Regions from separate parts of the Mus musculus genome. Here all the other regions are linked to region 1. Evidence: chromatin contacts called from public HiCAR-type and promoter capture Hi-C data. All regions are on one chromosome and are shown on one strand. Each heading gives the region's core, a stretch centred on a gene start, on an enhancer-like site or on the middle of the called end of the contact. The rest is flanking DNA. Distances are from core to core; before and after follow the strand shown.

Region 1 (5,613 bases), core at 2,195-4,694:
AGGAAGAAGGTACTTTGAGGCTCCGTGTCCCATTGTAGCCTTTTATCAAAGATGTTCAGCCGAGTGACAGCTTTCAAGCTTTGATGCCTTGTAAGCAATAGGGTCTCTGCCTCCACAGTCCTGGACCACCATGGCTGGGGACAACTCTACCATGTTAGTTAGTTTCAAAGTCTAAATCCTGATTATCTCCAAACACTTGTTTATCATTTATGCAGATGAAAACTTATGCTTGGTATGGGATTCAAAAAAGTCTCACAGAACAGAAAACATTGGGCATGCACAAAGATCATGATTTATTCTTCATCTTTTCCATATTGGAATGCTTAACATCTTTTTTTTTTTTTTTTTGGCTTTTCAAGACAGGGTTTCTCTGTGTAGCCCTAGCTGTCCTGGAACTCACTTCCATACACCAGGCTGGCCGCAAACTCAGAAATCCACCTGCTTCTGCCTTCTAAGTGCTGGGATTAAAGGTGCGCACCACCACTACCTGGCAATGCTTAACATTTTGCCTTTTAAATTCGCTCGGAAACTTCTTGAGAGTCAGAGACTCCACCCCACCCCCATGATATATATTTATTCTTTGACTGATCCGTGCTAGGAAGTACCTATTTACTTAGAAGAGTGGACCCTCTTCTCTAGGGACAGCTGCAGTGCCGAGTGTTCCCGGGATATCTGTAGTTACTAGATTAAATAAGTCACTCAACTTTTCTTGGCCTCTGTCTCCCTGTCAGAGATGAAGTTTTCAAACAGGAGTTTATGTTTTTAGATTAAGACAAATCTTTTAAAAAACAAAAAACCCAAAAGCTGTTGCACACCACAGTTGTTGCATATGTGTGTGTGGTGTGTATGATGTGTTTTTCCATTTATTTGACACACATATATGTAGAATAAAACCATAAATGGACAGAACCAAATCTTGACGCATGCTCACAAATGTCCACTACTAGTCTATGAAATCTCCTGAAGGCTAAGATGAAGATGAGTCAAATCTCCATTACCGACTACACTCAGATGCCCAGGACCCTCAACTGTCTACTACCATTTTGATTTTCTCCTTAGAATGACCCACAGGAAGGAGAGACGGGGCACACAAGATTCATTTTAAGGTTCTTTTCTTTGAAGAGAAAATAGACTGATTTCAACAAACAATGGATTCAAACCATATAAAACAGCAAAACCCGATTCTTTCGAGACAAAACGACTAAGAAACCTGCTCTAGAACATATCTCAGCATCAGAGGCTACAATACTCATCTGTGCTTGTGGGCATGCGCAGAGCTACTGACCTCGCTCCCGGGAAGTGAAGAACAGGAGTTCCTGCGCACAGCTGGTCTTACCTAGAGAATAGAGAGAAATACTGTTAAAATCCCTCTGCCTGCCACCAGCCCACAGGAACTCTTTTTTTTTCTCTAACATACTTTGTATCTTTCTCCACAGGCGAGGATGGGCAGAGTCTGACTAACTTTGGTTTATGCTCTGTGTACACTGGTATTTCTTTGGGTCAAGTATCTCCTGAAATAGCTATGTTAGCATTTTATAGCATTCGAAGAAGTATATTTCTGAGCATTTGGGGATGATACAGAAAAAGCACTTAGCCACAAATGGATGGTAAGCACAGTGAAAACTCACTGGTTTTCTCAAATAGACAAGGGAGTGGGAGATTTTCTTAAAAAAAATTGTCATTTTAAAACACCATCTTAACCCCAACACAATGAATTCTGGTTTCTTCTGTTATTATTATTATTATTAATTATTTTCTTTTTCTGTAGAAGTAATAAGTCGGTAACATCAACCAGGCTACTTGTGTGCATCCTTGTGAGCATACATAACCCTGTACCTTGGGATGCCCGTGACCTTCACAACTTTGGAACATAGAGACTGTTGATAGAGATGGGCTAAAGCCTCCCACCATGGGAAGGAATGGATCAAACCCAGACCCCCATTGATTTTCAAATATGATCCAGGAGTCTCATCAAGAATCTTGTTTAATATGATAATTGACTGCTTGCTTCCCCTGTGGGGACAACACTCAGATGTTACTGACAGTCCAAAGATTGAGTTTGTCTAATGGGAACCACTGGTTCTCATAGGCGTCCCAAAGATCACTGAAGATGAAATAATACACTGAGTCTCAAAAGAGTGTTTAAAAGTGAACTTATGAGCCTGTTGGTGGCTTATTATCTGCCCTTGGCCAAGCTGAATGCCTCTGGAAGCATGGCATGGTTTGGAGTCTCTTGTATGTTTTTATGGCAGGTAGCACAACCTACAGAGAACCTCATGCTGAAACCCCAGGCTGAGTATTCAGTAGTTTCCCCAAAAGCACAGACCAGGGAGATTCAGTCAGGATGTCTCCTCTGCTTGCTACTATCTAGCGTTTCCCAGCTTTCTGTAACTTATCAAGCTTAATGCATGCCTCCACCCCCAATGCCCCAGCATATGTGTACAGGCAGTCCCAAAGGCGCAGCTCTTGTGCTGACGTGCAAAGCCAACTCAGAACCCTGTGCTTGGCTCTCCCTCCTAACTTTTCTGGCTTGTCTGAGTCTAAATATTGACTTTGCTCCTCCGTTGAGTAGTTTGATATGGGATGGAAACCCCACGGCCAACAGTGGAATCAAATGTTATATATACATTTTTTACACAGTCTTGCCTTCCTTCCACTTTTTTGGGGGTGGGTGTGAGTGTGGATCTCTTCTGTGTCTCTCCCCCTACCCCCTGGCTGTGAACCTAGCTGAACACTTAAGTTGAGGTGTGTGCAAGCCCCTCACAAGGCAGCGTGTATTGTTGGCACAGCAACTCACAACAGACTCCCTAGACACAGGGCTAGGGGGGAGGGGAGGGAGAGGGGCGTCATCGTGCATCCAAAGACACTGCTTGGGGCAGGGCAAACACCCAAGGGCTCAGAGCACCCTGCTTCTCGCGTCCCAAGTTCCCCACCAGAGTCCTTCGAGGAAAAGGCGCCTTTCCCCGGGGGCGCGGCAGCACCCGGCCCTGGTGCAACCGGACTGCTAAGGTGCCTGTTGTACGTGTTGTCTGCCGCTACAAGTTAGGGGTGCGGCCGGGGCGGGTGCTCTTCCACATCTCTTCAGCTCACTCCTCTGGGAGGGGACTGTCCCCCCGCATCCCTTCAGCTCACTCTCGCAAACGTTGCTGGGGGAGGGTGGGAACATGGGCCGGGGTCCCCACCTGCCACCCGCGAGGCAATCGGGAGCTGGTGAGGGTGCTCCGCTGCTCACTGGGACACTCAGCACGACACAGCCACCTACCCTGCAGCCGAGCGAGACCTGGCTCCCTCCGCCGCTCAGCAGCGGCCCCCGCCGCGCGCGCTCGCGGGGACGCCGGGACCCTGCGCACCGCGCGCCACCCGCCCGGCGTGGCACAAAGGCAGCATGGCCCAGCCGCACCCGGCCGCGTCCGCGTCCCGGCGCAGGCCACGGGACTCGTCCCCAGGTCGCTGTCGCCGCCAGCCCTGCCCTCCTCCCGCCCCCTTTCCTGGCCAGGCGGGGCACCGGGCGGAACCCTGCGCCCGGGCACGGAGCGAGCAAAGCGGTGGCGGCCTCCGATCGCTCTCTCTCTCTCCACCGTGACGTGAGCAGCCTTGGCGGCTATTTATAACCACACGATTGGATTTCATTCATGAAACCAGGGCCTGGTGTGTCTGAGCTGTGGGACGCGAGGTGGCGAAGGTGCTGCGGCTGCACGCACACCGGAGGGGCCTGGGCTCCAGGGCCGGGATCAGCGTGCGTCCCGCTACCCCGGGGACCCGGCCTTAAGCCAAGCGGAGATCAGAGCAGGGCAGGGTGTGTGCGAGCTGTCCCCGCGCCCCCTCCCCGCAGCATCCCACCCACTCCCGAACATCCGCTGGCCCTCAGTCCTGGGCTCAGGAAAAGTAAGTTGGGCCACTAACCGGCTGGGCAGCATAGCTTTCTTCCCCCTAGGAACTGACCGGCCGCGGACTCCGAGGGAGGACATTGGCTTTTGTTTCAAAACCGAGCCCAGCTGCTGACTAAGCGCTGCGCTGGCCCAGCCTCCTCCCCTGGGCGCTGCACGTGCGGGCTGGCTCTCCCCCTCCTGGTCACCTTCCCCTGCACCGGGCTCAAGGGGTCCCGGCAGGGGGCGGGGGGGGGGGACGCCCAGCTTTTCCCCCCACCCGGTCCTCCCCACCCCCACCTCCCACCCCGAAATCAGCTGTTTTAGAGAGGCTGGGGGGCGGGGGGGGGGAGCTGAAACTGATTTCGGCCTCTTCTGGGTCTGCAGGAAATCTTGGAAGGGAAAACCAGTTTCGGGGACACTGTGGACTTTCAAGCCGATTGTGAGTTCTGGGGGCAGAGTTCTGGTTACTTTTCACGGATCCGCAGAAGAACTGCCTAGGTGCCTAGGGGTGTCTGGCATCACGCGATGCTCTAAGGAGGTGACAGGGAACTGCAACTAACTTGGCTCCTGTCCGCAGGGAACTTTCAGTCCGCCTTCTCAACTGCCTGTTAGACTGGGCTGTGTAATCCGCTCACTCTAGTCCTGCAACGAGACGAGACAGCTGGCGGATTAGGATGTGAATGCCTTCAACTAGGGATGTGCTACGTTTATAAAACCCTTCTAAAGGCTGACATGGAGCACACAAAAAATGGCCACGCTACATCCTTGGCCTCCATCAGTTCTTAGCTAAGGCCTTGCCAGCATCTCGAAAGGGTGGGAAAGATAGATAGCCGTATTTTACTGTGAGGACGGTTACTTAGGGCTATCCTTCAACTTCCCTTAAAAAAATGAATAGCAAACAAAACCCTCTCTCACAGTAACGCCTCCGTCCCTCCTTTTCAGGAAACCACATTTGGTTTTCTTAGATGGACTTCTCTTCCTCCCCAGGATCTCTGGTTTCCAGTCTCTTTGGCAATTTCCTGCCCCTCCCTTAGATCCTCCCATAGCTGGTCTCCAACTCTCGCTATGTTGCCAAGGCTGGCCTTGAACTCCTGCAACCTCGGCCTTGCAGGTTTGTACCACCAACAGGCTAAGCAAACGAAATGTTTTTAAATAAGAAAATGTTGTGCAGGCAACCTGCGGTATTTAAGCAATCCTTAATGTACTGTTGTGGTTGGAGATGGGGTCATCAAGGCCATAACCTTTTGATGCTAGCAAGAGAAGGAAGGAAGAAGTCAAATTCCCGTGTCTGAGGAGTTCAAGGTGGATCGTGACTGAATATGGTCATTTGCTTGGCAAGGGGTAGACTCCCCTCAGCCTGCTTTAAAAGGACACCATGTTGAAAGACTCAATCAATAGATACTCTCTCCAGGAATATATTAGGGAAAGTTAATTAACCCCGTTGTTGCTAACTAGCTACTTCTCGGCAAGTCAGTTCTTTTCAAACTACCTTGGGGCACCGAGGAATAGAACAGTAACTAAGAAATGGGAACTTAGAAACTAAGAAATATGTATTGTGGCCCCAAGTGCAGCGGGGAATGGCTTTCCTCTCTTTTTTTTCCTTAAGATTATTATACCACCACAACTGATGAGGCAGGCCATTGGAACCATTTTACAGATGGGGTAACTGAGGCAAGGGCAATTTGCATTTTTTCAGTATTGTTAGTGGTTGACTTTTGTGCCCCAGGGTCATCGAGGGCTGGCT
Region 2 (5,613 bases), core at 941-3,440, 2.3 Mb after region 1:
TATCAGGAAAGATGCTTAAGACCCAGGCTTATTGAACGCCTGTAGACCTTTGCCTGATGATAAGGGATTCGAAAGGCAGCTTTGGGGAGCTGGAGAGATGGCTCCGTGGTTAAGAAGAACTCTTGCCAAAGACCAAAGTTCATTTCCTAGCACCCATGTCTGGAGGCTCACAACTGCCTGGCACTCTTCTGGTCTCTGCTGGCACCTTCGTGTATGTACTCTAACCTGTGTGTGCTCATGAGACACACACACACACAAATCCTTTAAAGACGGACTTGTTACAGTCTGTCAGATTTCTGGAGGCTTATACTCAAGCAGGAGAGGGACTCATACAACTGGGGCAAAAGCCAGATCTTTCAGATCATCTCACTGAGGGTCAATGGGAACGTTTACCCGGAGAAATCACTCACTGCATGGCGAGATAATCTCGGGTGTGTGGAAGAGATGGCAGGATCTTTTTTCAAAACAGATTTTCCTCTTCTTTGACCTTTTCTCGGGATGATTGTACTGTTGTTAACTTTATTACTGGAGCTTAATGTCCAAGAAAGCAGGAAACACTTCTGGAAACAGCTGTGAATGTGGCCATTCATTGATTTTTTTTTTGTCCCCATCATTAGGGCCTTCGGAGAGGGATTTCAGTTTTCAGGGCTAGGGCGCCTGTGTTCTCCTTAGAAGTACTAATGACAGGCACTTAAATTAGACCACACAGAGTTAAGGGAAATGATTCAATCCTCCATTTTCATCAGACCAGCGACTGGAGCCATCTACCTTGACCTCTCCAAGGGGTTCCAGAACAACTGTGTAATTCCCAGAAAGATAAGAGGAGGCAGGTCACTCGGTGGTTCTGAAGTCTCCCCTGTAATCCCAGGGCACACCTCAAGGCAGGAGGATGCCAAAGTACGCGGGGCAAGTTGGGTGTGAGCGGAGACGGGGGCCTTAATGGAGGGCCTGGCACTGTGACAGTGTGCAGGCCCAGTCTGGCCTGTGCGGCAGCTGCACAAGTTTTCCGGGACCGCAGCCAGCTGGTGGCTCATGGCAATGGTTTCTGGGTCCTGGCTCTGTCCCAAAACAGGCTGGAGCTCCTTAGTGTGATCCGGCCATGGCTTTGTTCTGACTCCAAGATGAAGTTTGGCTCCTGAACCAGAAAGGGGAAGGCAGGTCCATGCCCCCTTAACCCACGCTCTCCTTCCAACCAATCTGATACAGGGGACCGAGGGCGGGAGCAGAGTTAAAAGTCTAATGCTATGCAGGGTGGTTCCGCCCCCTTTGGGTCTCCTCAGCGCACCTCGACGCTAACCTTTGAACACTGAGCGCCAGCTGAGACTGAGGTCACTAAGTGCTTCAGTCTAAGGCAGAAGTCTAGAAGGTCCAGGAACACTTGGAGGTGACCCCAAACTGAGTTGCAACAATGCACGCCTTGGTTTTGCAAGACATATGATCTCCCAAATCAGGGTCTCTGAAACAGGCTACCCGGAAATCCACAGAGCTCTCAAAACAAGGTGACTCCTAATCTCCATCTCACGTTCGGTGACCATTTCCAACGGTGATGTTCCTTGACACGAAGGCTTCACTTTAAGGCATCTTTAGGACGTTTTGGTATCTGTATTGATTAGATTAGGCCATCTAAGGCAAGGCAGAAGGAGCTTGTAGACAAAGCTCCTAGACGAGACTCCAGCCTCCCGCGGCAGCTTGCTGTCCCAGCCCCTCCCATCTGGGGCTCTGAAATCGGCTTGTAAAATATAGGCTTTATTTGTAGGCTTCTCCCTCTAGTTTCAGGCTAATTCTCCTAGATTGAGAGTAACACAATAAAAGCAAGAAATTTTGTTTTGCTTGTTTGTTTGGAGTGCTTTCCTCCCCCCCCCCCCAACTCTTTTTTTGGAAACTGCAACCTCGGATCCCCACAGAGGCTGGGGGGGGGGGGGGGAGGAGTTAAGAACATCAATCAGTTTCGCAGCTGGAGGCTGAGGCTTTCCTCAGGGAAGACTTTTTACATAAAACAGATTGTACTTTGTCCTTGCCAGGGCAGACAAAGGTTTAAATTAAATATGCAGCAAGCTCCAGTTGGCTGCCTGCCACCACCCCGAGGTAGGGGGAAGGGAGACCGTGTCCCCCGCTCGCCTGACTCACTCAGTGTTTTTTTTTTTTTTTTTTTTTTCCCCTTCCCATTTCTGTTACTTCAGTGGAAGGCGCCTGCAGTCTTGGGTTGGGTTTTTCTGTAAATGCACTCTGTGAGAGATACGCAGCCTTCTGGGACCTTGGCTTCCTCTTCCATGCAAAGAGGGAGGTGACCTTTGAAGGTCTCTTCCGTATTTAACCTTTTCCGTTTTCTCTGATCTCGGTGGCAGGGATTTTCAGCAAATGCCCTAACCCTCTCTGTAGGGGGCTCACGTTCACCATTTCCAGGGTGAGTTCATCTCTGTGTAACTCGTCCTTACCTGGAGTGACTGGGTGTGTGATCTATTCTCACCATTCCTGGGGTGATCTCATCGATGTGTGATGCATCTTCACCATTCCTGGAGTAACCTCATCCATGTGAGATACATCCTTATCATTTCTGGGGTAACCTCATCTATATGTGATCTACCCTCCATTCCTGGGGTGACCTCATCTGTGTGGCACACAATGTGATTATAAAAAGACAAAGAGGTATAAGAACATGTTCTATGGGGGTGTGGTGAGGGGGGGGTGCCTCAGTGGGCCCATGCCAATGCATCCTTTCTCCCTGAAGGACCAGCCACATTCTATACTATTATATTGTATAGAATAGAATTTATTCAGGGCATGGGGAGAGGAGTTAAGTGGATAGTAGAGGCAGAGAAAGGCAGAGAGAGAGAGAGAGAGAGAGCAGAGAAGTAGAGGCCGGCCATGACCACAGGGAGAGAGGGAGAAGGGAAGGGGGAAGGGAAGAGCCCAAGAGGGCACGAGAGAAGCAAGCCGGGAAGGAGTAAGAGAGGGAGGAGGGGGCAAGCAGCCCCTTTTGTAGTGGGCCAGGCCTACCTGGCTGTTGCCAGGTAATTGTAAGATGGAATTTAGACAGAGTGCTAACCGTACACATCTTCACCATTCTGGGGATGATTTATGGATGGAAAAAAAGAGAAAGAAATGGGAGGAGCTCAGGATGTTCTTAGGTATGGTGGAGGAGAAGGTTTGTGACAGACATAAGAGAGAATACAGAATATGGACAAAAAGAGGCATCTGGGAGAGTGCAGAGTGAACATTGCCAGACTGAGCTGGACTATGTGGAGAGAGAGAGGCAGGGAAAGCAAGAAAGGAGACACTAACAAAGAGGGGTAGCCTGGGCTAAGAGATAATGTAACCGAAATGGCTGAATTGTATAGGAGCCAGAGAGGCTGGGGGAAGGGAAAACCCAGTCCAGCCTCGTGGCTGGAGAAGTTTAGGGTATGGGGTGGAGTATGCCAGCCAGGAGGACCCTGGAATGGGTAGAGACTCAGGGATGGTGGGAAAACTTGGTGGCCAGGGTCAGCTTTGATATGGTAATAGTAACCTCTGTTAGCTGTTTGTCTTGGGTTTGAGACCTAACAGTTTGATTTATATGTGATCCATCCTCACCATTCCAGGCATGACTTCCTCACCTCATCTATGTGTGATCCATCCTTGACATTCCTGGGGTGACTGGGTGTGTGAAGGTCTAACTCCACCTCCACCCCACCCCCACTCCAGACCTCTTGGACCAGCCAGCCATATTATCAGGGGACGTAATTAATGACATTTGACCTTGCATCCCAGTTGGAAAGCATTCATGCCTTACCTTCATCCTTCATCAAACAGCTCAAGCCAGTTGCTACTAGAGTTGAGGGTCCCTAGGGTGGAGTAGACATCGTTCTCTTTTTATGCTTTTAAATATTGGTAAGTGCCCTGAACTAGTCTTAGGTCAACTTGACACAAGCTAGAGTCATCTGAAAGGAGGGAATTTCTATTGAGGAAATGCCTCCATGAGATCCAGCTATAGGGGATTTCCTTAGTTAGTGATCAGTGGGGGAGGGCCCAGCCCACTGTGTTCTAACCCTGGGCTGATGGTCCTGAGTTCTATAAGAAAGCAAGGTGAGCAAGCCATGATGAGCAAGCCAGCAAGCAGCACCCCTCCATGGCCTCTGCATCAGCTCCTGCCTCTGGGTTCCTGCCCTGTTTGAGTTCCTGTCCTGACTTTCTTCGATGATGAACAGTGATGTGGAAGGTAAGACAAATAAATCCTTTCTTCCTAACTTGTTTTTTGGTCTTGGTGTTTCATTGCAAAAATAGAAACCCTAACTATAGGGCTGGAGAGATGGCTCAGCAGTTAAGAACACAGGCCACTTTCCCAAAGGTCCTGAGGTCAATTCTCAGCAATCACAGTCATCTGTAATGGGACCTGACGCCCTCTTCAGTCAGGCAGGTATACATGCAGAAAGAGCACTCATATACATAAAACTAAACAAATCTAAAAAACAAAAACCTAAACAACCCTAACTATAATGACAATAGTAGTAATAACAATAATAAAAACAAACCTTGGGGCCTAACCAAGCAGTTGATGGGATCTGAGGACGGAACTCAACTTGCAAGTTGGTTGCTGGGGGCTGGGAGAGTGTATGCAACCCTGGGATTCATCCCCAATACTGCATTTAACCTGAGTGCACAGCCTGGGTGTGGAGGAGCAGAAGTTCAAGGTTGTTTGAAGGAGAATGACTCCATAGGCTCAGAGATTTGAATGCTTGGTCACCAGGGAATGGTGCTATTTGACAGGACTAGAGGGTGTAGCCATGTTAGAGGAAGCATGTCACTGGGAGTGGCCTTTGAAGATGAGGATGTCGCTGCAAGCTCCTTCTCTAGCCCCATGTCTGCCTGCCAGCTGCCTGCCTGCTCCCACCACGATGATGATGGACTGAACCCCTGAAACTGTAAGCCAGCCCCAATTAAGTGAGTTTAATTAAGTGAGTTTAATTAAGTGAGTTTAGGCCCCAGTTATAAGAGTTGCAGCCTTCAGTGTCTTGTCACAGCAACGGAACAGCGACTAAAATGTGGAGATACAGGAGGCCTCGCCTCAAAACGTGACAACATAAAAATTCACGTTGTAAGCTGGGCGGGAAGACAGCTCCTTTAGAGGTTGTCCAGTCATTGTTTTCAATATTAAACTGTTACACTCGGAGGTCAGTTTCAGGAGAATAACTTGACCGGTGTTTAGCTTCCAAATCAAGTCATGTCCTAGAAGTTAGTGGCTCTGCTCTTTTATCAGTCAACTTATAATTTCTAGTTCCATGATAAACACTTTTTAAATCTTTTTACTTCTTACCTTCACCTCTAGCAGCTCTAAAGGAAGGCATGTTTACACATCAGGTCTCTTTTTTATATTATTTAGCAAGGGTGTACTTTATGCGATGATTAACAGTAAATGTAAAGATTGTTTTTTATATATTATTGGATAATAAACTAAGTAGGCTAGGGGCTAGAGAGATGGCTCAGGGGTTAAGAGCACTGGATGCTCTTCCAAATGGCCCAGATTTGATTGGATTCCCAGCATCCACATGGCAGCTCACAACTGTCTGTGACTCCAGTTTGGTGTTTTGCCTGCATGTATGTCTGTATGAGGGTGTGTGTGTGTGTGTGTGTGTGTGT
Region 3 (5,613 bases), core at 1,274-3,773, 2.1 Mb before region 1:
AAAGACCCTTTCCCAGGAGTCACCTAGGAAAACGTGGATATTTACATAACGAGTCATAACGGCAGCAAAATCACAATCAGTCATGAAGTACTGATGAAAGCAGTGTTATGGTGGGGGGGTTACAACAACAGGTGGAACTGTATGAAGGGTCGCAGCATTGGGAAGGCTGAGAACCACTGCTCAAAGCAATGTGACCCATCTGTGACAGTGGAAGGGAATAATAAAAATGGCTGAACTTTGAACGGCTGACTACCTTGCTATCTATTTATGAGCAGGGAAGAGGACTGGTGCCGTCTCCAGTGTAAACATCTGAGAATCCAAGGGGAACAAACATCAGGCTGCGGGCACCACAAGAACCTGTTCTCTCAGTCAAAAGAATCTAGTGAAATTGAAAACAAACAAACAAGAAAACCCTTAAGAGCAAAACTAGGGACTACTTTCTCTGAAATCTCAATCGTTTTTTTCAACGAAGCAGTTCGGGTGAGAAATTAGCTCTTTCCAGGCTGTTTGTTTGGGACATGGTTTAAAGTCACAATCAGGGCACTCTGGAATTATTCACCAGTTGGCTCTAAACAGGGCGCTAGCATTGTAAGCTAGTCCCAGGTGCCAATCACAGATGATCTTGATTTGGGTCTGTTTTTTACATAGTCTCCAGGACCTCCAGGGAATTAATCACTTTCTTAGGCCTTTAGGAATCCCATTGTTTCGGGTCAAGCAGACTCCAGATATGATGCACAGAAGGAAATATCTTAGCCAAGAACCTCAAGTGTGCAGTTTCCTAACTCTGATGTAGTCTTTCAACATTTCCTGATGGCAGCTGAGCTCCAGGCTGTGTGCTTCCCACAAGCACAGTAAAGGGTGGGTGTTGGTTTGGTTCTGGGACAGTGTGTCAGTGTGATGCTTAACCAGGCTTGTCTTAAAATGCAGGTTCATGCCTATACCCTCAGCTTTATATCCAAAGTTCAAGGCCTGCCTAGGCTATAGTGAGTTCCAAGTGGTACTTAGGGAGCCCTGTCTTTAAAGAAAAAGAGGAAGTCCTCGGGAATGTAGGTCAGTGGTAATGCTCTTACCTAAAGTCTTAGACTCAATCCTCTATACCACTGAAGAGAGAAAAGAAAGAAATTTATTGCCTTACCAGCCTAAACCTGAAACGCTTTATCAGCAAAACACATACCCACATACCGTCTCTAACGGTTGTTCCGGGTCAGATATCCACAAGAGTCCCAAGTTCACCCTACACTTCATATGACTACCGTGCCCAAACGCTGTGAGTATCGGACTGAATTACAGTCTCTGCCCTGGAGTGGACCCTGCGCTGTTTCTACAAATCTTGAATTCACAAAGCACATAACAAATGCCAGGGAACAGTCTATAAAGATGAATAAGGAAAGAATGCATATTTTATATGTGTACTGTTCTCGGGAACAGCCAGTGTGAAGCCTACCCAGGAGGCAAGGATCTGCACCGCCGAACCACGCCTCCCAGCGCAATCAAAGACACTGGAGAATCCTTCTCAAGGGACAGGGAGTGATCCTGGATGAGCCAAGGCAAGTTTAAAAACATATAGCAGTTTGCTTTTGATTCCCCTCCTGCGACGGGTTAGCATCAAGCATCTGGGTCCCTCTAACAATTACTATTCCTGGTAATAAACAGAGCTTGAGCTCCAGAGAGAATTTACTTCCCGGTCCAGAAAAGAAAACCAAGTTCCTTATTTTTACTAACGCCTTCTCCAATCATCACTCGCCTTCCCTGGAGCGAAGGGGCACGCCTCTCCGCGCCACTAGGAGCCTGTGGCTGCTCCTGGGGGCGCCCGGCTTCCTACCCCCGGGGACAGGGGACACTCGGGACAACGGGAGCCGGTGACTCTAGGCTGCGGGACGCCTGGGGCCGGGGACTGCCGTGTGGGGACCAGAAGAGTCGTAGACAGCTGTGACCGGGATGGGAGGCCAGGGAACGCCAGGGTGGGGACAGAAGAGCTGGGGACAGCTAAGACAGTGACCCGGAGGCCTGAGAATGCCGGGGTGGGGAGAGTGGGGACCAGTGACTGTAGGGGTGGCGACGGCTAAACCCACAACACCACCGAGGCTGGGGACAGCGGAGGCCGGGGACTGCCAGAGCAAGGCACGGCGGAGGCCGGGGACTGCCGGGACAGAGCACAGAGAGGACTGGGGTAGGGGACCCGAGGCCGCACTCACCCACTTTGTCCTTGCCGTACATGTGGCCAGCCACCTGATGCGACAGCGGCACGCAGCCTCCGAGCAGGCGCGGCACCGGCGGGCTGTCTCCGGTGCTTCCCGGCGGCCGCAGGCGCAGCGCTGGGGGCTCGGCGGCCATCGGGGCGGCGACACTCGGCGTCAGGCGTCAGGGAGGACCGGGGCGGCATCGCCCGCGCAGGCCCAGCGCGCGGACCCATGCCGAGACCGCGCTGCCCGCTCCGCGGCCCGCACTCTGAACCCCGGCCGCCCGCGCCCGGGATAAGGGCGCCGCGGCCCCGCCTCTGCCCGCCCCCTGTGCGCTCCGGCCGGGCGAGCTCCACTCTGAGCATGCGCAACAGCTACTCGCCAGGATCCCGCCCAGCGGTGCCGAGCATGCCCAGAGGCTACCCTACTGGATCGGGGCCAGCTCCACACTGATCATGCGCAGAAGCTACCGGACCAGACCTGCTCACCCCTTCCACGGAACACGTCCAGAAGGTAGACCAGCGCCAAACTGAGCGGGTCTAGAGTCCCAGCCCGCTGCCGACCTGCACTGAGCATGCTCAGAGGCCGCAGGATGGGACTTGTCTCAAATGCCCCTGCTTGCATCATTACCAGCAAGCACTTCAGGGAGCGAACTGGCGTCCGGAGTCCCTATGTGAAAAACTCATTAGACCTAGGAGACCCGCAGCAGAGCAACCCAGAGAGGTGACTGGTTAGGGGCAGACCTCCCACAACGCCCTGCCCTTTCAGATCAAAGAGACAGAAGCATCCTGACTGAAGATGTCTCTTCTCACACCTTCCAGTTGGCACCCTGCCCGACCACTACCTCAGAGTACTCATGACAAGTTTATGTGTTAGACATTGACAGTCATCTTAATTCATTTTTTTTTTTCTTAAGCTTGTTAATTGTGCTCAGGGAAGCCAAACGAGTGGGGTTTCTTGGAACTGGAGTAACGGGCATTATGGGCACACCGATGAGGACGCAGGGAATCAAACTTAGGTCCTATGCAAAAGATATATTGCTTTTAATCTCCTTTAAAAAAATTTTTTAATAATGCTTTTTTTAAAGATTTATTTATTTATTTATTGTCTGTGAGTACTCAGTACACTGCCACTGTCTTCAGACACCAGAAGAGGGCATCGGATCCCTTTACAGATAGCTGTGAGCATTATGTGGTTGCTGGGAATTAAACTCATGACCTCCGGAAGAGCAGGCAGTGTGCTCCTAACTGCTGAGCCATCTCTTCAGCCCCAAGGCTGAATCTCTTAAGTGCCAAACTCTGGTGGAAACAGAGTAACACAGTTCCTGCTGCTGGTACAGGGCCCTGGTGTGAGCCTCCAGATGTTGCTGAGCCCTTCGTGGAAAGTGTCCAGTGTCTTCTGTGGGCATAAGGCTTGTTTGTGTAATAAATAATGTACATGTTTTCACATCCCTTCAGGGAATGTCCTCTCTCTTAAGGATAATGACTCCATGATAATCTAAGACAGCATGAGTATTACAGGAGGCAAAGGTGTGGCTAATGTTTCAGCAAAATGGTAAACCCAGGACCTTCAGGATGCAATATGAATTATGAGGGGCTTCAGGACTCTAAAGGAGCAAAGACAACTGCACTAATGAGCCAGCTTGTCAGAAAGATACAAAGACAGGCAGATTCCTGAGTTCAAGTTCAGCCTGGGGCACAGCAAATCCAAGCTCAGGTAGAAATGGTCTTTTCAGGAGATCCACCCAGCTAGCTGATCCCACCCAGCTAGCTTAGCAACCGTGTGTAACACAGCAGGCAGATCTCGGAATTCTTTTGCAATGTTAAAAGAAAACATGTGCTTGCTGTTTTCCTAAGAATCAAAGGGGTGGGGTCAGGGGATGCTGATTCATAGGATAATCAAAAGAGAACCTGGAATAAATAATTGAATTGAGGTGTAAATTTAAAAAGAAAAATGAAAAAAAAAAAAAAAACAAACCAGGACTTTTGAGCTAGCAGACAGCAATAACAGTTCTTTAGAATTTCCTCTAAGCGGGGCGTGGTGGCGCACGCCTTTAATCCCAGCACTTGGGAGGCAGAGGCAGGCGGATTTCTGAGTTCGAGGCCAGCCTGGTCTACAAAGTGAGTGCCAGGACAGCCAGGGCTATACAGAGAAACCCTGTCTCAAAAAACCAAAAGAAAAAAAAAAAATAGAATTTCCTCTAAGGAGAGCAGAGCTGTATGGAGATCTCTGGAGATCGAAAACAGCTCTTCAAGAATATTTTCTTGAGAGAATTTCCGACTTGGTTTGAAGATCCAATAATTTTTTGTAGCAGTTTTTCCTGATAGCTTCTAGTTTTACTAGCAGAGAAAGCTATCTCAATCAGAATTTGTAAAATAGCAAGAAAATCTGTCTACATCAGAGCAGAACACAGAGAGAAAAAGAGAGAGAGACAGACTGAAGGAGGGAAAGAGGGCGGGCAATTTGGAAAGCCATCTTAGCAGAACCAAGGCCGCCAGCTTGGACCCAAGTCGTTTGTTTTCGCCGCTCCCAGGCACCCCTTCTCTCAGAACCCCTCTCCATGCAGAAGCTGGTCCTAGGCATCTAAGCCACTGCAGCCTTCTAAATCGTTTTTCTAAGTGGACAGTCTACTTATGTTTATTTATTCATGGCAATGCTGGGAATTGAAGGCAGAGTGTTGTGCATGTTGGGCAAACACCATACCGTTGTGAAAGCAGAGAGCCGCTGAGCTGCTTCACCAGCCGAAGCAAGTTGTTTTTGTTTTTGTCTTTCTGGGACTTTCTGGATGCATGAGTGGCAGGGTCAGAGGCTGAAGGGATGGAGGCCCAATGTGGCTAGAGGAAGCTCTAGACACAGCTCCATCGATGCCCGTGTGCCTGCACTGGCATCCTAAGGCAAAATCTGTCTTTGCGGGACCCACAGTGGAGCTGGTCAGATTTGCAGGACCCACAGCTGAGCTGGCCACACCTTGTGTAACTTATTACCAAAAGTCAAAGGATCGGCAGGCCATCGGCCGACAGTCCTGCAGGTACTTGTCCTGAGTCACCTGAAACGCTCTCAACTGGACCGACGGTAAAACCCGGCCTGGATAGGCTCGCCCGGGCGGCGCAGACGCAGTCACCGCCTTGGCGCCTAAGGCTATCCCGCGGTTGTCAAATCCTCACCCGTCTGCCGGGTTGGACCAGCTGCGCATGCGCGACTCTACCGGCGCGCCGGCACACGCGCTCCCAGCTTGCCGCGGCGCCTGCGCAGTGGCAGTGAGTGGGCCCCGAGGTCGCGTCTTGCCCAAGTCTCCGCGGTCCCCAGCGCTCGCTCGCGCGGTCCTGCCACGGCCTTCCTGCTGCCCGCGCCATGGGCCTCAGCTCCAACTCCGCTGTGCGAGGTGAGCCGCCCGCGGCCGGTCCCCGCCACCCTTATCCGGACTGTCACCTTG
Region 4 (5,613 bases), core at 1,051-3,550, 2.0 Mb before region 1:
CCTAAGGCAACGACTCTAAAAGGATTGTGATCCGTATTAAAATACAGGGACCATGCAGCATTGGCACTCAGTGGGGTCTGGAGATGAAATGAGAGATCTGGGTTACATAGAATACATAAGCCATGAGGCTATGACAGACAGAATTATGGGCATAGAGGACAGAATCTGGGGAAAGGCTGTGTTGTGCTAAGCTTTATTTATTTATTTATTTATTTATTTATTTACTTACTTATTTATTTATTTAGTAGCTGCAAATGCAGACAGTTAAAGAATGCATCTACAATAAAAACATTACAAGGATATATTCTACTTGATTTATAATGGCAAATTATTTTAGAAATCTCTCGACAGGGGGTTAAGGAGAAATTATGTCTTATGCAGACTTCCATTTTAGGAAGACGCTATAATTTCTAATTGCTCGGTGCCTGGACTTACAGGAAAATGTGTTTTTACATCTGTTTGGATACACTCCAAGGGCAAACCAAACACAAAGGATCTTGTTGCTGTTGTGACAGGAGGTTTGAAAGGACGAGCTGGAAGTCCCCTTTACCCTCAAGAGAGAATGAAATGAAACCGGAAGTGATGGTAAACTGGGCTTAGAAGGAGTGGGTTTAGAGGAGTGGGTGTGGTCCTCTGTCTCTTGAAGGAGACAATGTTTTAAAGCTGCAGAAAGGAAGTAGACTCTCAGCTCAGTGTTACACTAGTAAGATTTTGCTTTCTTTTCAGAAAAAAAAAAAAGTACAGGTAGGCAGCAGAAGAGGCTGTTGTTGTTAGGTATATTCTCACCATGCTAACTCTGGCCGACCTGGAACTTGTATATAGAGCAAACTCTCAATCACAGATCTCTACCCACTTCTTACCTCCAGAGTGATTGGAGTGAAAGCATTCACCTCTGAGCCTGATGGATGACATAGTTATTTTTAAATGTTATTTATTTATTTTACCTTTGAAACAAAGTCTCTAGCCTGACTGACCTGGAATTTACTTTGTAGGCAAGGATAACCCTGCACTTGTGGTCCTGCCTCAGCTTCCCAAGTTCTGGAACTAGAGGCTTAAGACACCATGCCTGCTCTATGTGAGGATCCTGGCTTATGGGGGGGATCTAAGCCAACGGCTTTCTGTGCATCCTGGCAGGCATCCCTACCAGTTAAGCCACATTCCCAGACCTTAAGCAACATATTTTAACAGATTGAAGCCCTTGACCATTTTTAGATCTTCCTAATCTTTTCCATGCCATTGAATTAAAAAAAAAAAAAAAACCAACCAAACAAACAAAAATTGAGTTTTTTGTAGGACACAAACTGTACACTACCTCAAGTCCATCCTGGTCCCACAATTTCAGTGGTTTGGCTGGCTAAGCTCATCTAGTCCACGTGATCTGCAAAGTGGGAAACAATATTCAGGGCTCTGGCATGCCCTGCTCAGGTATTAATATAAGAATATTTTTGCTATCGCTTCTCAGCCTTTTGGAGAAGATCAAGTGAAGAATATTCTTGCTTTGTTGCTATTATGAGGGCTAGTTGTTTGGGTTTTTGTTTTGAGGCAGGGTCTCATGTAGTTTTGAACTTGCTATGTAGCAGGGGATGAATTTGAATGCCTGCCTCCGCCTCCCAAGGGCTGGGATTACAGGCCTGCACCATCAAGCTGGGTTCAGTTTATTAATTTTTTTTTCGTGACACATTTCCTTTTGTGTACATGTTTGTGTGTGTGTGTATGTCAAAGTCAGAGGGCAACTTGTTTGAGTTGGTTCTCTCTTTTAATCATGTAGGTCTTGGGGATAGAACTCAGCTTGCCAGGCTCTGGGCCATCTTGGGAACCCTCATTCCTTTCTATTAATTGTTAAAGAGAAGATAAATAAGGCGATCCATTTCAAGACCACTCCTCCCTCTCTTCCACCCCTCCAGTAGCCTTGTGGGCTTTCCTGCGGACTCATGAAACATGCAGTTTGCTGTTGGGGCATCAGCAGTACCACGGATCTCTAACTTCAGTAGCCAGGCACTGTGACACAAGCCGCAGCACCAGCGTCACGAAGCTCAGTAGGCAGCCCAGGCCCATGGTCCAGCAACAGCACGCAGGCAGCCCAGGAGAACACATGGCAGGGGCCTGGGGGTAAGCCGCCGCTCAGCAACACCCACCTTAGACCAGGCCCACCCTCCCTAGCCTCAGGCTCCGCCCCCTCCTCGGCCCGGCCCCGCCCACTGAGCGGTGGGGGACGCACAGCACCTCCTGTCCTCCCCGCCTCCTGCCGCGGACCGGAAGTCCGGGCTTCCCACAGTACCCCGCGCGCGGCGGGCATGATAACAAGCCCCCGGAGTTCCCACGCTGGTAGTGTGGCAGTCCATAGGCACCGTATTGCGTGAGACGAACCGGACGGCGCCGGGCCATCATTCGTCGGCCCGAGCGATGGCGCTGTTCCGGGGAATGTGGAGCGTGCTAAAAGCACTGGGGCGCACGGGGGTCGAGATGTGCGCGGGCTGCGGGGGTCGCATCCCCTCGTCTATCAGGTAGGCCGCGGGCGAGGGACGCCGTTCGTTCAGGCGTCCGTCTGCCCTCGTCCCACCCTCGTCCTCCGGGCCGCCTGGGGTCTCGCGCCTTTTGGTACCCGACCCCACTTCCTGTCACCTTCTACCTTTCGGCGCCTAGGGCGCTCTCCTTCTGCCTTGGAGGCGGGCCCTGAAGTTGTGGCGCGGAACGCTCGCCCGGACGCTGCCAGGAGGTCACCCAGGATGCCACGACTTGTTTTAGCCCTGCAGGCCCCTCTTTGGTTTGGCTAGGTCACCCATGATGCTAGGACTTGCTTCACCCCTCTTTGGTTTGGCTAGGTCACCCAAACCTGCCCTGTTTGCAAGCCTCAGCCCTGCAACCTCTTTTATTTTTTTGCTTAGGGTAGGTTGTTAAAGTAAGTCGGTTATGGAGCTTATACAGCTGAAGCCCCTTGCGTTTAATTGAATTCTTAGCACAGCAGAGGGAAGGGAAATGCACTCAAAGGTTATTACGATTATATATTTTTTTGGTTGATTGGTTGACTTTTTTTTTTTTTTTAATTTAAAAGATTGGGTCTCTCTGCATAGCCCTGGCTGTCCTAGAACTCCTTTTGTAGACTAGGCTGTCATTGACTTAACAGAGATCCACCTGCTCTGCCACTAGAATGTTGGGATTAAAGGCCTGTGCCACAACTGCTGGGCTAGTTATTAGCATTTTAGGTGGAGGTGTTGGATGTACAGCACCTTGGCTGACTTTGTACTTAGAATCTGAGATCTGTGTATGACTGTTACACGTATCTGACATTCCGTTCTTTTTACTTGTGTGTAGTCTTGTCTGTATTCCGAAGTGTTTTTCCAGCATGGGTAGCTATCCAAAGAAACCTATGAGTTCATACCTTCGATTTTCCACAGAACAGCTACCCAAATTTAAAGCTAAACACCCAGGTAAGGAGTTTGGGGCTTATGATCTTCTCTGATATGATTTTTTTTTTAATTGCAATCTTTGATTTGCATTACCAGAGCATCTAGTACAGTCATTTTCTTTGGTAGTCTGTATAAGTTTTTTTTTAACTAATAGAAGTTCTTTAAATATAAATGAGAAAAATAGTTTTAAAATAAGATGTAGAGGGCAGGAGAGATGGCTCAGTGGATAAGAGCACTGACTCTTCCAGAGGTCCTGAGTTCAGTTCCCAGCAACCACATGGTGGCTCACAACCATCTGTAATGGGATCCTATGCCCTCTTCTGGTGTGTCTGGAGACGGCCACTGTGTACTCATATACATAAAATGAGTAAATCTTAAAAAAAAAAACCAAAAAAACCAAAAAACCAAAAGCATGTAGAGTGAAGAGCACTGTAGAGAAAAGAGATAAAGTTGAGGCCTAGTTGTCCTGGGCAGTTGCTTGTTTGTAATGTCTAAGGTGCAATAAAATAACTTATCGGGAAGTGTTCTATATAATACAATAATGGTCTGTATAAATCATTAACTTAACTGGAAATTATCTAAGCTCCTGAAGGTGGGAAAAAGATCTACAACTAGAAAAGTTTTCCAGGAAGCCTAAGAAAGGGTTGTAGGGCCTTCATTTGATTATACGGTGTAAAGGTAGTAGCTGATTAATAAGTCAGTCCTTAGGATTTCCAAAGTTCTTTTACTTCCAGTACCTCGAAGGATGCTAGTGGAAATCAGACTGAAATTCTTACCTTGTAGATAGGAGATGAAGAGACATGCTTATAGGAATTCCCCTGTCTTCTCAAATGGAAGACTTGGCACTAACACATGGTTGATGAAGCAGCTGTATCCTCAGTTAAGAATGAGGGAGAAATGGAGATGGGTGGATTATTTTTTACAGCAGTGTTATATCTGAATGGTACTTCTGTAATTGGAGTGCGAAGTGCTATTGTGTGAGCAGCACATGTTTGTGGTTTGTTTGGGTTTTACTAACAGTAAAGACATGACAGAATATTTGAATTAAAATGCAGACATCCTGAACTTGAAGCAGGTGCTTCCCCAAGTGCTTATTTTACTCTAGCAGTGGGTTTCCAAGGACTGGTTTTGGTAATCTACAACATACTCCTTAAAGCTAATATCAGTTTTCTAGCATTTCCTGATAAAATTATATTTGTATGGTGTAGAGATGCATGTAATTAGTCTGCCTTTAGAGCCACTAGGCTATTTTCAAAAGGTTGTAGAAGTTAACCTCTAAGAAATAAAATTGAGACATCCATTTTTAATCCATTCTATTTGTAGATGCAAAACTTTCAGAATTGGTTAGGAAAATTGCAGCCCTGTGGAGGGAGCTACCAGAAGCAGAAAAAAAGGTAAGCGTTCCTGTTGTCAGCTTCCTGACAGTTGTGTAGATAGGGTGTGTGTTTGCTCAGTGGACAGGCAGGGTTTCTGCATGTGCTCATAGCTTGCTAGCTGAGTGGGCTGATTGGCCAGCAAGCTCCAGGGGCCCACCCGTGTCTGCCCCTCCCCGCCCCCCATTATGAGGGTCTTAGACCCTGAGCATTCGCAGGCCTTTACTCACTGAGCCATCTTCTCAGTATCACCTCCCCTCTTAGCGGTCCTGTCCACACAGGTAATCTCTCCTTTTTGTTTCGTAAGTGATGATTTGGATGGGCAGAGTGCAGGTGAGTGGTTGACAGTGGTCAGGAATGAAGGCCAGTTGCTGTCCTCGCATCTTGATTATTAGCAAGCAGTGAAAAAATACATCTGAGAGCACATCTGTCTTCGCCTGGCTGGTCATCTCCCTTTATCTGAGTCCAGTTGTCCTTCCCTGACATGTGATGGGTTGAGCTCGCCCGCAGCACCAGTTCATTGATTTTGATTTGAGGTTTTCATCACAGGTTTATGAAGCTGATTTTAAAGCTGAGTGGAAAGCATACAAAGAAGCTGTGAGCAAGTATAAAGAGCAGCTAACTCCAAGTCAGCTGATGGGTATGGAGAAGGAGGCCCGGCAGAGACGGTTAAAAAAGAAAGCACTGGTAAAGAGAAGAGTGAGTATCACCGAGACACTGCCGGGGAGAAGAGTCAGCATGGCCGAGAGTCCGGGCCAGTTCCCCTGTGTCAGACCTCGGTTAGGCCAGACCTTCCAGAGGGACGGTCATGTTTGATTGTCTGGAGGGGATCA

What was found. Promoter capture Hi-C pulls out the DNA fragments that hold promoters and counts their contacts. HiCAR-type assays count read pairs that join an accessible place to other places.
Region 2: a promoter capture Hi-C map of pre-B cells shows a contact between it and region 1, with 5 times the contacts expected there. The contact joins the promoter of 1110002J07Rik here to the promoter of Rhobtb1 in region 1. A contact is called at or near these places in 1 of 39 promoter capture datasets (pre-B cells) and 1 of 9 other capture datasets (liver).
Region 3: a promoter capture Hi-C map of liver shows a contact between it and region 1, with 8 times the contacts expected there. The contact joins the promoter of Ipmk here to the promoter of Rhobtb1 in region 1. A contact is called at or near these places in 3 of 39 promoter capture datasets (embryonic stem cells and liver) and 1 of 115 datasets of contacts at active chromatin or transcription factors (large pre-B cells).
Region 4: a HiCAR-type map of astrocytes shows a contact between it and region 1, with 2.3 times the contacts expected there. The contact joins the promoter of Tfam here to the promoter of Rhobtb1 in region 1. A contact is called at or near these places in 1 of 39 promoter capture datasets (liver) and 2 of 115 datasets of contacts at active chromatin or transcription factors (astrocytes and large pre-B cells).

Annotation. Positions count from the first base shown.
Region 1 is chr10:69,211,025-69,216,637 of GRCm38.p6, reverse strand. It overlaps Rhobtb1 (Rho-related BTB domain containing 1), which reads right to left and starts at 3,444. Exons shown (of 11, transcript NM_001252637.1): 1 at 3,263-3,444; 2 at 1,286-1,336. A930033H14Rik (RIKEN cDNA A930033H14 gene) reads left to right here and starts at 3,540. Exons shown (of 2, transcript NM_001331193.1): 1 at 3,540-3,885; 2 at 4,254-5,613. The coding sequence starts at 3,633. The coding sequence ends at 4,312.
Region 2 is chr10:66,916,961-66,922,573 of GRCm38.p6, reverse strand. It overlaps 1110002J07Rik (RIKEN cDNA 1110002J07 gene), which reads left to right and starts at 2,190. Exons shown (of 5, transcript NR_138561.1): 1 at 2,190-2,404; 2 at 4,185-4,195; 3 at 4,744-4,898.
Region 3 is chr10:71,344,673-71,350,285 of GRCm38.p6, reverse strand. It overlaps Ipmk (inositol polyphosphate multikinase), which reads right to left and starts at 2,523. Exons shown (of 6, transcript NM_027184.2): 1 at 2,196-2,523. The coding sequence starts at 2,334. It overlaps Cisd1 (CDGSH iron sulfur domain 1), which reads left to right and starts at 5,437. Exons shown (of 3, transcript NM_134007.4): 1 at 5,437-5,562. The coding sequence starts at 5,532.
Region 4 is chr10:71,234,731-71,240,343 of GRCm38.p6, reverse strand. Tfam (transcription factor A, mitochondrial) reads left to right here and starts at 2,300. Exons shown (of 7, transcript NM_009360.4): 1 at 2,300-2,504; 2 at 3,313-3,428; 3 at 4,731-4,801; 4 at 5,330-5,479. The coding sequence starts at 2,404.